3 separate regions of the Sus scrofa genome follow, and regions 2 and 3 are each linked to region 1. The links are chromatin contacts, called in public Hi-C and HiChIP or PLAC-seq maps. All regions are on one chromosome and are shown on one strand. Each heading gives the region's core, a stretch centred on a gene start, on an enhancer-like site or on the middle of the called end of the contact. The rest is flanking DNA. Distances are from core to core; before and after follow the strand shown.

Region 1 (4,113 bases), core at 677-3,176:
TCTGGCGTTGCCGTGAGCTGCGGTATAGCTCACAGATTCGGCTTAGATCTGATGTTGCTGCTATGGTGTAGGCCACTAGCTGTAGTTCCGATTTAACACCTGGCCTGGGAATCTCCATATACTTCGGGTGTGGCCCTAAAAAGCCAACAACAACAAAATAAATAAAAAGAGTCTTCCATTCCAGCTCACATGTGGTAAAGGCCCAGCAATAGCTTTTGCAGCTACCCCTGGTTCTGTCTTCCTAGGCACACCATGCAGCCACCCCCTCTCTGGGTGGTACTTCCTTTCTGGGAGCACAGCCCTCTCTTTTGCCTTTCTCTCTTGGCAACATTTACCTCTAGTAGAGGGGAATTGTTATGGTGGACAGAGGAGTACAGTGCTGACCTGAGATGAGTCTTCCTCCTCCTCTTCCTCCTCCTTCCCGTTCCTCTCCTTCCCCTTCCTCTCCTTCTCCTTCCTCTCCTTCTCCTCCTTCTTCTTCCCTGATTACCCTTTCACAGAGGTTGAGGCTTTTGTACAACAAAAAATCAGAAAGCCTCATCGCCCATGACTATTTTCCATCATGCATCATCCCCTGTCCTGAGGAAATAATTCTAGTATCCCTACTGACATGATTTAAGAGGAAGAGGAAAGGGGAAAAATACATAGAGAAAAAAACCCAAAAAACCCAAACCAACAGTAGATACTGTTATCACAGAACACTGTCCCAGTCATAGTAGCCACTTAATCTTTGGATCTCACCAAAATTGTGAGAATTAAAGGACAAAGTACTTTGCTTCGATTTAAAATAATTTTTGTTCCACGGACAGTAAGTGCTTAATAAATTATTATTCAGGGCTCCTCCACTCAGGGAAAGACCTTGATTTCTGTCCAAAATCCAGGACAATTGCTCCCATACTCAAATAGTGCCAGCTGTGTGAGTGATCTGTTCTCTATGCTCCCTGAGAAGAGTCAGCCTGGATGCTGGACCCCTTTTTTGATCTCCTTGGAGGTGGGGTTCCTACTGTACTTCAAGAGGATTCTCTTTCCTCCCAGCATTGGTTTCCCTCTCAAACCTCACTCCTAATCCCCACGAAGCTTAGCCACAAGTCCAGTTGATACCCCAGTCCTATTTTGAGTCCAGGTGTTGTGGTTGGCCTTTCTGGGAGCCCTGGGGCTAGACAATTACATTGAAATTCAGAAGCAGCATGCAATTTTTGGCACTGATATCTTTAAGTAAATTCAACAAGCATTTATCCAGCACCTAGAGCGTGTAAAATAAGCTTCCTTTAAATACATATGGCCCTTAACTATTTAGTCTGTTTTTGTCTTTTTTTTTTTTTTTTTTTTTTAGGTCCGCACCCGCGGCATAAGGAAGTTCCCATGCTAGGGGTCCAACTGGAGCTGTAGCCACAGGCCTACAGACAGCCACAGCAAGGCCAGATCTGAGCAGAGTCTGCAACCTACACCACAGCTCACGAGAAGGCCAGATCCTTAACCTACTGAGCGAGGCCAGGGATGGAACCTACAACCTCATGGTTCGTAGTTGGATTCGTTCCGGCTGCGCCAAGAAGGGAACTCCTATTTAGTCTGCTTTTAATTTGAATTAATGTTGAGCCATCCTTAAGGGTTTTACGAAGAATAAATATTAAAAAGAAAAAATATTTGCACAAATCTTTGCAAATATAAACTTCTGTGGAGTATTGTTGCTACAGTATTAATATTAATTGCAATAACACCACAGCTTCCCAGGCAAGCGTTAGGAGCGCAGCTGTAAGGCCAACAAGAACCAGACGGAAGAGGTCAGGGGAGGTGCCTTCGGCACGTCCGGCCCAGAGGGGCGGAGCTATAAGGAATATACTAAAATACCGCCCGTTACCCCGCCCTTTTCGACGGTGCGGCGTAGGCGGTTACCATGGCGATGACGTATAGAGGGCGGGGCGGGGAGGGGCGGGGCTATGGAGAGGAGGAGGAAGATGGCGGGAGGGCGGCTCTGAGGAGACCTCGGCGGCGGCGGAGGAGGAGAGAAGCGCAGCGCCGCGCCGCGCCGGGGCCCATGTGGGGAGGAGTCGGAGTCGCTGTTGCCGCCGCCGCCAGTAACTGCTGGACCCGAGTGGGAGTGAGGGGGAGACGGCAGGATGAAGTTCGCCGAGCACCTCTCCGCGCACATCACTCCTGAGTGGAGGAAGCAATACATCCAGTATGAGGTACCGGCAGCGGCCGGGGAGTGGGAGGACTCTGAGGGGCCACCATCTCCCCAGTCCTGACCTCCACCGCCGCCTTCGGCTCCTGCTGCCTCCCCGCGCCCGGGCGGACTTTGACCCGGTGCGGCGGGGAGCCACTGCGGCATCCCCGCCGCGGCCGGCCCCCTCTGGGCCCCGCTGACCTTCCCCTCCCCCGCAGCCCCGCTGCCGCCGGGGTAACGGATATGCGGGCGGCGGGCCGGGAGGGAAGGCACAGCCGGCCGGGGCTGGGGAATGGCGGTGGGAGGGCGAGCCGCAGGTGGAGGAGTCGGGGTGTGAGGGCAGCCCCGGGGTCGCGGCGGTTTCGCGCTAATCCCCTCCTCCCGCTCACCCTAACCTCGCGTCCCCACCCTGGGCGAGCGCCCCCTCGCCAAGGTTAGGTCTTGTTTCTCTCTGCTCACCTCTCACCGAGGAATCCTCTTCCGAGATAAGCCCCTCCAGTGATTTCCTTCATTCCACGGAGCCCTTCAGCTTTTCTTCACTTGCCCGCTGTTGACAAAGGCTTTGTAACAGGGTTGAAACTTGATTTAAATGTGTATTACACATGCAGTGGTTACACTATGCACACGTACCGTAATCAGCTATTTTGTTTTGATGAGGCTGACTTGTCTTTTCACTGATTGCATAAAGTATACAAAGTATATAAAACATCCTTATCTTTGTTTTTGGCTCTTCTCTTGTTTTGGGATGAAGGGGGAAGTGGAAGGAAGAAAGAGAAGGGAATTATTTACAATTTTCACATTTTCTTTCCTAAATTTTTTGTTATCTAGGGAGAAAAGTACTACATTGTAAACAATGTAGTTTGAAAACATACCTGTGTATTACAGAAATCATGGCCCGTCTCACCCTTAATTTCTGTAATAACAGCTCTTGGAGTGTATTTAATAGATAGTGATAAGGAACCTTGCATTAATAAAAGGAAGAGTAAAGGTGGTGAGCCCATTTAGGGATTCAGAAGCCAAGATACCTGAAGGGCTTTAAGCATTGCACTAGGTTATTTTCCTTAACTGGCAGTTCAGCTCCTGGATAGAGAAAGACTTATCTGTAACCTCCAGGAATTCACATCTATGTTATGTGCAGGAACAAAGAGTATAAAATCAATATGAACACAAATATTCTAGCTAGGTTTTATGAATTAAAATATTTTGGTTCTCTATTTAATTTCTATTTTAAGTTCATTGATAGGTGTTTAGGCAATAGTTTATTCATATAACAGTTGTAATAATTGAAGAAGACAGGGAAAGGGATTGTTAAGTAGGTTAAACAAAACCTTGAAGAACCTTGTAAAATAAATTCACCTTGTAACATACAGTATTTGATTATTGCCAGAAATGAAAGCCCGAAAATTATTAATGCTTTCTTTTCACTTAATTTTCTTACAGTGTTTTGTGGCTATGTTTCATGAGAATGAAAAAAAGGGACTAGCTTTTCACCTTGTAGAGGTTTTGATTTATTGTTTCTAATAACGTTTGGTCAGTTTAAAACCTTGGCTAGAGTCCAGATGATGGTTTTTATTGAAAGGAAGGTATTGGTCTTTCATCTCTCTAGTAGTAATTTTCAGCACCACTGCCAGTTCTTCATAGAAGCATAGAGCACAGCATGCTGAAGCAACATCTTATACTTGTTATGTAGTATGGAATGCTTCATTTGGGGAGAAGTAATGGTGGTTGGTTGTATGCTATGATTTGTTTTAAATATTACAGCACTCAGCTGTTTCATAGAATTGTATTAACTTGGAATACAATTTCTGGGGCTGGAAGGAGAAGCATAAGATTTAGTTTGAATACATAATTACTTCTTGATTTATAATGTCAGCTTTGTGGCTGGAGTAATTCTGGGATTCCTTATTCACATACTCCATTTGGACAGTAGTCCTAAGTGATTACTTTAG
Region 2 (4,113 bases), core at 796-3,295, 120 kb before region 1:
ATCATCAGTCAGCCACATTACTGGTCCAAACACAATGCACAATCAATTCTTGTTAAATAATTAAAAGTCTCATTTCATTGTTATAAGGACAGGATTAAACCTCCCCACCCCACCCCCACAAAAGATATCCAGAACTTTTGCAAGAAGACAAATTCTGAGGCCAATTTAGGGGCAATTTTCACTCAACACTCTAATTTATACCATTTGTTCCTAGAGCTGCATCCCTCAGGTCACTTTACAACTGATACTCATTGACCTTCAAAAGAAGGTTCATATCTACCCTATTATATTCAGTTTAAGAAAACAGAGGGAGCCCACAGCTTTCTTTTTTTTTGTTTTTTTTGTTTTTTTTTTAAAGAATACAGAGGAGGGAGTTCCCCTTGTGGCTCAATGGGTTACGAACCCAACCAGTATCCATGAGGATGAGGGTTCGATTCCTGGCCTAGCTCACTGGGTTAAGGATCCGGTGTTGCTGTGAGCTGTGGTGCAGGTCACAGACAAGGCTCAGATCCCATGTTGGTTGTGTCTGTGGTGTAGGCCAACAGCTGTAGCTCCGATTTGCCCCCTAGCCTGGGAACCTCCACATGCCTTGGGTGCAGACCTAAAAAGAAAAAAACAAAAACAAAACAAACCCAGGGGAAACAGATACCAAGAGGCAAAAAAAATTTTTATAAAAGAAAATGGGCTATCCTCCAGAGCTTCATCACTTCCAGTGTTCCAAAGAGCTAGAGTTTTCCTAAACTGTTATTTAACTCTAGTCAGCAATTTTTCACCCGTTTAAATCTAGACTCCTCAATTAACTTTGTAAAGTCTCTTGATGGCAAGTATCATGATGCTTTTGCTTCTCCGCATTCCCCACAGGCATAAAACCCCAAGTGTTTTGCCCATTTTTGTAAAGGTTCTGAAGCTGGTGAAAGCTTAAGTGCAAGGTCACTGGGCAAGTCAGAGAAGACACAGAAAAACTGTCATTCAGTAGCCAGCTAAATATCACTTCTCAGATAGCAGACAGGTCCTTTCCATGTCCAGAATGATGCAAATCCTTAACAGATAATTAAAAAACAAAGCACCCACATAAACTTCATTACACCTGGCCATTAACCAAGCTTGTTGAATGATGCAAATCCTTAGCAGATGATTAAAAAACAGAACATACACACAAAACTTCACTACACCTGGCCATTAACCAAGCTCATTTACCATTAGATTTTGGAGAAAAGAGAGGCCTTTGGTCGTTCACCCGCATCCACCCCTTCCTCGTGACTTTACCTGCTTGTACCTGGCATACAGGTACAAGAGCTGCTCCCTGCTGGCCACCTGAACCAGGCCTTGGAGGTGCGCGGCCGCCTTCTCAAACAGCTCGGTCAGGCTCCTGGACGCCTCGGTCTCGGGGCTCTGGAGGGATTCCGCATCCCCGGAGTCGTCCCCCGAGCTCAGCTCTCCGCCGCTGTCGCCCGTGGTAGCCCCCGAAGGCAGGAATGGCGAGGCCATGTGTCCGCCTGTCTTCTTCAGACCGGGTGTAACGCCGTCTTGGGGGCCTGGCCCACCAGTCCCCTCCCTGAGTCGGACCCAAGCTCACTTACTCCGCGCTCCCTCCCTTAACTCTATCTCCCTCCCTTTTTCCGCCCGGCGCGTGCAGGGCTGGCTCCGCCACCCTCTGCGGCTAACCCCTGCGGCCCAGGTCTCCTCCGGCCTCTCCTAGCTACCCAGGACCTCGGACTCATCCGGGGTCTCTCCAGCAGCGCTGGGGGTCCGCTGGCCACAGGCCTCGAGGTCCCGGAAAGAGGGCGGGACGGGGGCCGGTAGGGGGCGGGGCGGGGGCGGGGCGACGTGAGTGCCGAGCACGCGCCCAGGGCTACGGCCGGCCCCCTGTTACACGCTGGGAGAGGGAAACGTGGGTAGCTCTGGGTTGGGCACCCTCCAGTAAATTAAGGGACTCTTGCGGTGAGCTAGGGAAACGCTGCTTGGAGAAAGTGCCCTGAGTCGTTCAGATGTCCGTTAATCGTTTTGCTGAAAATACCGGAACCCATTCTCGGGCTAGGCCATCGGCGGGTGGGGAAGGAGGCCGTCTATTTGGTAGTGTAGCGATAGGAGCGGAGTCGTGGGAAACTTGGAGCTGAGCACGAAGGTTCCGCCTGCGCCCGCCTCCCCAGATTGTGTAGCCTCAGTGTCCCAAAGCGGACGTCGAATGTCGGCATTCTCTTGCTGGAGGGATTGGTTCTAACTTGTAGAGTGAATGAAAATATGGGAGATGGGACCTTCAGCACCCAAACTGTGAGATTGGTCAAATCTCTTCATGTGTTGCTTTGCACGACTTGCAGAACCCACACCTGGCAGAGCTCATGGGACCCCACCCCCGTGGCCCTTAGCCTGATTTGCTTGTTCCCAGCTCAGTCTTTGCCGCTGTGCTGTGGCAGTCACTGACAGTGAAACCAGAAATACGCTTAGTTCTGCCCTATGTTAGAAACCTGCAAAAACTACAATATGATTATAATAATGTTAACAGAAATAATGATCTATAGTAAGAATAGGGTTTCCCAGGTGGCTCAGCGGGTAAAGGACCCCACGTGGTCACTGCTATGGCTTGGGTTTGATCCCCGGCTGGAGAACCTCCACCTGCCTTGTGGCAGCCCCAAAAGAAAATAATAGAAGAATGTTTTGTTTGAGCCAAACCGAGGACCAAAGTCGAGGAGTCAGCCTCTCAGTAGCTCTGAGGTACGGCTCTGTAGAAGCGTGGTTTTCAGCACATGAATGAATCTCATAACAGCAGAGCTCAGTAAGCCATCAAAAGCTCATCCTTTGTGTTTCCTTTGCTTCAAAGCTCAAAACCAAGCAAAACGGACCTATGATGTCAGAAATCAGGACAGTGAATGGTCTGGGGTGCATAAGGGGAGCTTCTGGATGTTGACAGCGTTCTCTTTCTTGAACCAAATGCTGGTTACACAAGTGGATTCACTTAAAATATATGTACTTTTCTATATATCCAGTATATATGAATGAAAATTTAAGAAAGAAAAAAAAAAAAGAGCCCTTGACATTCAGAAGCTGATCTAGAACTCACAGCTAAACCATATCATCCTCCTATTAGGTGGAAATCACCTCATGAATACCAACCTCAGTCAAGGGCATCTGAAACCATGATCAAATAAAGACAAAGCAAAGCACTTCAGAAGTTTGTTTAATCACAGACAAAACCAGGATCACTCAAAATATCAAACACACTTTCTCTGAGCCAAAATAAGTGACTCTTGCATATTTACAGAGTACAGGTTTGTTCTCATGCGAGTCTTTCTGCTATATAGATAAGACTGATTGAGATACCCAGTCATAGAATTGTCCCAGCTTCCTGACAGTGTCCAATCGTGAACATACCCCCAGTTTCTTAGACTGCCCCACTAGTTACCAGTCAAAGCACAAATCCTGTCATAGGTCGATCACTGAAACAACCCATAGTTCTCCACTTTATGTTCTTCCTCATGGAAATAAACACAATGTGGTAACTATAGGGGCTTCCTGGAGGGCTTTGCCTCAAGATCACTGACACCTGAGAACCTGTGATTTCTTGAAGATTCTGTTTGAAGCCCCAAACAATCAGGATCTGGTGACTTTGAGCGAATAGAGTTTTTCCAATGGGTGTTTCTATTTGAGCAGTTATTGGGAATGGGTATGTTTTTCTGAATCTCAAGGAAAATCAGCTGAGAAATCAGGAAGCCAGGAGAAAATGTGACTAGAATAAAAGCTTAAGCAATCAGGATGAAAGTTTAACAATCAACATAGAGAAGTTCCTAATTAAACTAACAAGCCAAAAACAATAGCAAGAAATGCTAACACCTAGAGCCCAAAATGAGCCTGAAAGGAGCAGACAGGAGAAAATCTCATGAAATTCTAATCAGTCTTGCTTGTAGAGCTGTCATTTTATACGCAGGTTCATCTCCCCCTCCCCCACTGAAAACAGTGCAAGTAAAATGTTAATAAGATTATATGCATAGGATACTTCGTACAAATTCTATGAGTGATGTTCTAAGAAATAAGTTTTAGAAGCAGAGTAAGTTCTTAAACTGGTCATTTCTTTAAGTGATTCTGAGAAGTGTTGTTAACTTTACTGAAAGGCCTGAA
Region 3 (4,113 bases), core at 1,122-3,621, 100 kb before region 1:
CGATTTCTTCTACCTGTGGTGGTTGCACCTGTGTTGCTATAACCTGGGTGTTAGCAAGTCTTCTTCCCTCCTCAGGCCACTCTTGCCTTTGCTATTCACTGTGGAGACAGAATTGCCCTCCTTAATGCCAACCCCCACCCACCCGGGCTCTGCAATCCTGCTTCCTGCTCCATTCTTGCTCTTTCCTCTCTACCATCCCCGGACGGAGCCTAAGCATAGCCTTGGCCTGTCTCCTTTCTGTTGCAAAACACCACTAACACAAAGCAGTTGCCCGTAACAGACTTTCCTGAAGATGTTGTGGCTAATGAGAGTAGACAGAGCTATTATGGCTTGGGGCAGGAAATAATTTCAAATGCAACATCAGACATCATTGTTCCTAGAAGTGCATTAGGCATTATTCCCACGAGGAATTTCTCTCTGACTGTGCCCCTTCTTGCCACCCTCGGGGCAGAGCCAGAGTTACCCAAAAAGGATCAAGAACATCCCATCCTCTGTTCCGTCCTTTAGAGAGCTGGAACTACCATGTATCAAGCGCCAGGGACCTCACTAGTGCTCACATCCTCTCAGCAACACCGTGGGAGACATACTCATTTTTACAGATAAGGAAACTGAGACGCACTAACTTGGCCAGAGACACACAGCTGAGATTTGGACCCAGCTCTTTTCTGCTCCAAGCTTATGCTCTTCGCTGCTACATCTGTTGCCTCCTAGGAGCCGGATTCCTCTCATAACCCTTAGGTCATCAGATTTCAAATCTATGACTCACTCCTTAACTCAGCACAGCTTTCTGTAGAGTCAGGTAAAAACCTCCTGAACTTTCCCCCTGAGCTCACCCTCCAAGACCTCCCTGTCCTGAGATCATTTTCACCTCGGCTCTGACCTCCTTTCCCACTGAGTGGTTTCTCCTCGCTGGCTCTTCCAGGGAGCAGTCTCTGCTTCCCACCCTCTACCCAATTTCTCTGTTTTGTCAGCTCATCTATGGAAAGAGCCTCATGTGATTCCAGGAACTTGGAGCCGTTTGCCCCACTTCCTTCTCGATGCAGGTGACTCAAGCTCCAGAGAACAGGGAACATCAGGATGTCTTGGTCCTGCACTGAATCCCTCAGAGCTTTGGTCCAGGGGCCGAGTGGAGAGAAGGCGGGATGCTCGACACGTTCTTCCTCCTGTTTCCTTGGCCTTGTTGAAGCTGAGCTTACCGTGCCATTAAGCCAGAACACTCAGCCCTCCGAATCCTCATAATTCTTTTTTTTTTTTTTTTTTTTTTTGTCTTTTGTCTTGCATGCAGCCCATGGACATTCCCAGGCTAGGGGTCAAATCGGAGCTGCAGCTGCCAGCCTACACCACCGCTCACAGCAACGCCAGATCCTTAACCCACTGAGGGAGGCCGGGGATCGAACCTGCGTCCTCATGCATACAAGTCAGATTCGTTTCCACTGAGCCATGATGGGAATGCCCTCATAATTCTTAATGGTGTCCTTACCACCGGTTGGGGTAACAGCCACAGAGAGAGAGCGCCCACATTCCAATGGAGCTGTAAAGAAAACACTATGGTTCTCCTCCGAGATCTTGCTCTGAGAGGCTGGAACAGCAGGAACCCACAGTCCAAAGGAGACCCGTCAGCCAGGTAACAGTGAGGAAGAGAGGTCTGTCTCCCCCAAGGCCCTCTCTCCAAGGACCAAGCGATTCGGGTTCAGGAACCAGCTGAGAGGTGGATTTGAGGACCTATTTGGTCTAAGGCAGGTTAGCAAGGACCTTTTCGGGGGGGTAAGAGGATGAATAAAGAAAAGAAAGGAAGATTTGCCTGCACTGATGGAACTAACAGCCCATTTCCAGGATGGGCTCTGAAATGCAATCATCGCACCAGAGAGGCTATGCCAAGATGCCCATGGGTCAGCAGACAGGAGGCTTCAAGAGTTCAGCCCGGGGAGATGGCACTGAGCTGGGACAGAAAGAAAGAGTATCTATCAGGCCCGCAATGAGGCACGTAGTCTTTCCCGGACTGAGCAAAGGGCAGAGGTGTGCGGGCAGGAATGGGAGTGACGTGTTCAATGGGAGACAATGAGTCATGCCCTTGGCTTTCTTTACTCCACAGCTGCCACATAATAATGGGCACATAACAGGTTATTATTTTTCTGCTTTTTTTAAAAAACCACAAAATTAAAGCGAGACCCAAATTCTCAAGATAGAAAATACGCCTGTGATGTCAGTACCTGGTGACACCAAGGAGGTGAGAATTCCTGAGCCCGACAGGAACTCGAACCCTGACAAAAGTCTCACTCTCGTTTGCTGGAAACTCCATTTATGTCATGCTGTCTGTCTTACAGGAGTCTCTTCTGTAGAGAACCTGAAAATAACCTGGTCAGACTTTTCCTCAATCACTAAGCTCAGCGTCAGCAATTATTTTGGCTGTGTCATGATGGAGCACGAAATGCCTGCTGTTTTAAAAATACTTGAAGGCTCTTTGGAGCCAGGAAATGTCTCTAGGAGGAAACCAATCCTGGTAATGGTCACGGCACAAATGTCTAGCCATGTCACCTCAGCAGGTGTGTGGGGGAGGTAGGGCGTCTTCAGGTGCATTTCCTGAGACTTAGGAAGCGATGCAGAAGCGCTTTTCTGCTGACTTCCCTCCTGTATCTCTGCATTTCCAAGTAGGTATGAATGGTGGTGGGTTGTCATGCCAGGCTTCCCAGCCAGTCCGAAGGCATTCCACCCCCAAGACATGAGCAGGGGAAGGTTTTTTGCTTTTCTGTTGCAAAAATAGAAAATTTCAATATTTTCTGTTGACGTTGTTTTTGTTTTTCTCGTATTTTATATTGAGGAATATTAGCTGCCTCTAACTCCAAGCTTATGGAACGTTCTCCTTTATGTATCATCTTAAAACAACTGATTTTTAACCTACCTCCATTGCTCAAGTGGCTGCTATACATTTCCAGGGTGTTTGGAAAGGAAACAAATTTCTCACTTCATGAGTCTAGCAAAACAGACATTATCAGAGGGCCGAAGGAACGAGTCCGGGAGACACTGTGTTCTCTTAGTCACCAGCACATACTCGGAAAAATTCAACTAAGCCTCACTTGTGTGTATTAAAAGCTCTTTTCCCAGCTCAAAATCGCATTTCAAAGGGTGCCTGGTACAAAGCGAAGCCAAGTATAACCTAGCCACACAATAGTGCCAAGGGTAATACATGGTTTTCCATCTCGTTTTAAACAGAAGGTAGGGCGGAGCTGTGAATATGCAGAGAAATAGCAGTGAGCAAAGCTGAGCGGCAGGGAGCTGCGTGACCTTGAGCAAGTCGCCTAACCTGTGTGGGCATCTTCACTTAGAAAATGAGGGGAAATGCCCTCGTACTTTAGCACAGAATGACCACAGGAGAAAAATGTGTGCAAAAGCACTTTGTAAGGGTTTTTTTCCTACAACACGAAAGGAATTGTAGAGGTGGCTCTTTGGAGGAAATGAGATATGTGCAAAGCTTTTTTTTTTTTTAAATTGATTTAATATCTACCATTTTATGGGATTTAACTTTAGCAATTAGAGGTTCATTAATTAACACCCTAAGAAAATACAGTTATGCCATTAGCATGTCTTCTAAATGAACCATTTCTCTTTTTACTGTCATTTGGAATTTTCTCCGTGGAAGAAGAGTATTTAAAAGACAAATTACCTGGAAGATAATGGGGTGAGATTTTTTGAAGCAGCTTCTGTCCAGAGACAAAAGGCTTTTTCTGCTGTACGCCACTTGAACGCAGTGATTTATTTGACAATACTTTTTTTTTTTTTCAAATAAAGTAAGAATATAGAGGGTGTTCCAGCAAGTCATATGGAAGGAGGTGTCCAGGGAGGGTGGAAGAGCAGGAGAGGAAAAATATTGAGGGAAGTTGACCAGAAGTATCAGGAAACCATACTGGATGTCTTCAAAATTGAAAGTCCATAAACAAGGCCCCTCCCAGTGAACTAAGCACTTGGGCAAGTCACCATCTACCTGTGCAGGTGTCAAGGCTTTGACGGGCCCCACTTCTCTTCCCTACCACTCTTCTCTTTTTCTTTCTCTGTCTGTTTCTCTCTCACACTTTTTTTTTTTTTGGCCATGCCCATGGCATGTAGAAGTTCCCAGGC

The links. Hi-C and Micro-C count contacts between places; a contact is called where the count stands out from the background. HiChIP or PLAC-seq counts read pairs in DNA pulled down with a chosen protein or histone mark.
Region 2: a contact with region 1 is called in a Hi-C map of skeletal muscle, with 2.5 times the contacts expected there. The contact joins the promoter of ACBD6 here to the promoter of XPR1 in region 1. A contact is called at or near these places in 7 of 47 Hi-C or Micro-C datasets (alveolar macrophages, brain, embryonic fibroblasts and 3 more) and 2 of 2 datasets of contacts at active chromatin or transcription factors (alveolar macrophages and skeletal muscle).
Region 3: a contact with region 1 is called in an H3K27ac HiChIP or PLAC-seq map of skeletal muscle. The contact joins the enhancer-like site here to the promoter of XPR1 in region 1. A contact is called at or near these places in 6 of 47 Hi-C or Micro-C datasets (alveolar macrophages, brain, embryonic fibroblasts and 2 more) and 2 of 2 datasets of contacts at active chromatin or transcription factors (alveolar macrophages and skeletal muscle).

Annotation. Positions count from the first base shown.
Region 1 is chr9:122,236,028-122,240,140 of Sscrofa11.1, forward strand. XPR1 (xenotropic and polytropic retrovirus receptor 1) reads left to right here and starts at 1,927. Exons shown (of 15, transcript XM_003130352.6): 1 at 1,927-2,186. The coding sequence starts at 2,118.
Region 2 is chr9:122,113,986-122,118,098 of Sscrofa11.1, forward strand. It overlaps ACBD6 (acyl-CoA-binding domain-containing protein 6), which reads right to left and starts at 2,046. Exons shown (of 8, transcript XM_003130348.5): 1 at 1,267-2,046. The coding sequence starts at 1,488.
Region 3 is chr9:122,132,555-122,136,667 of Sscrofa11.1, forward strand. No RefSeq gene overlaps it. Among named protein-coding and RNA genes, the nearest start is that of ACBD6, 19 kb to the left of the region's middle. Within about 2 kb of position 2,372, at least 9 of the 83 cell types and tissues checked have an H3K27ac peak or open chromatin away from gene starts, as enhancers often do. A contact at or near this core is called in skeletal muscle, where this site is marked.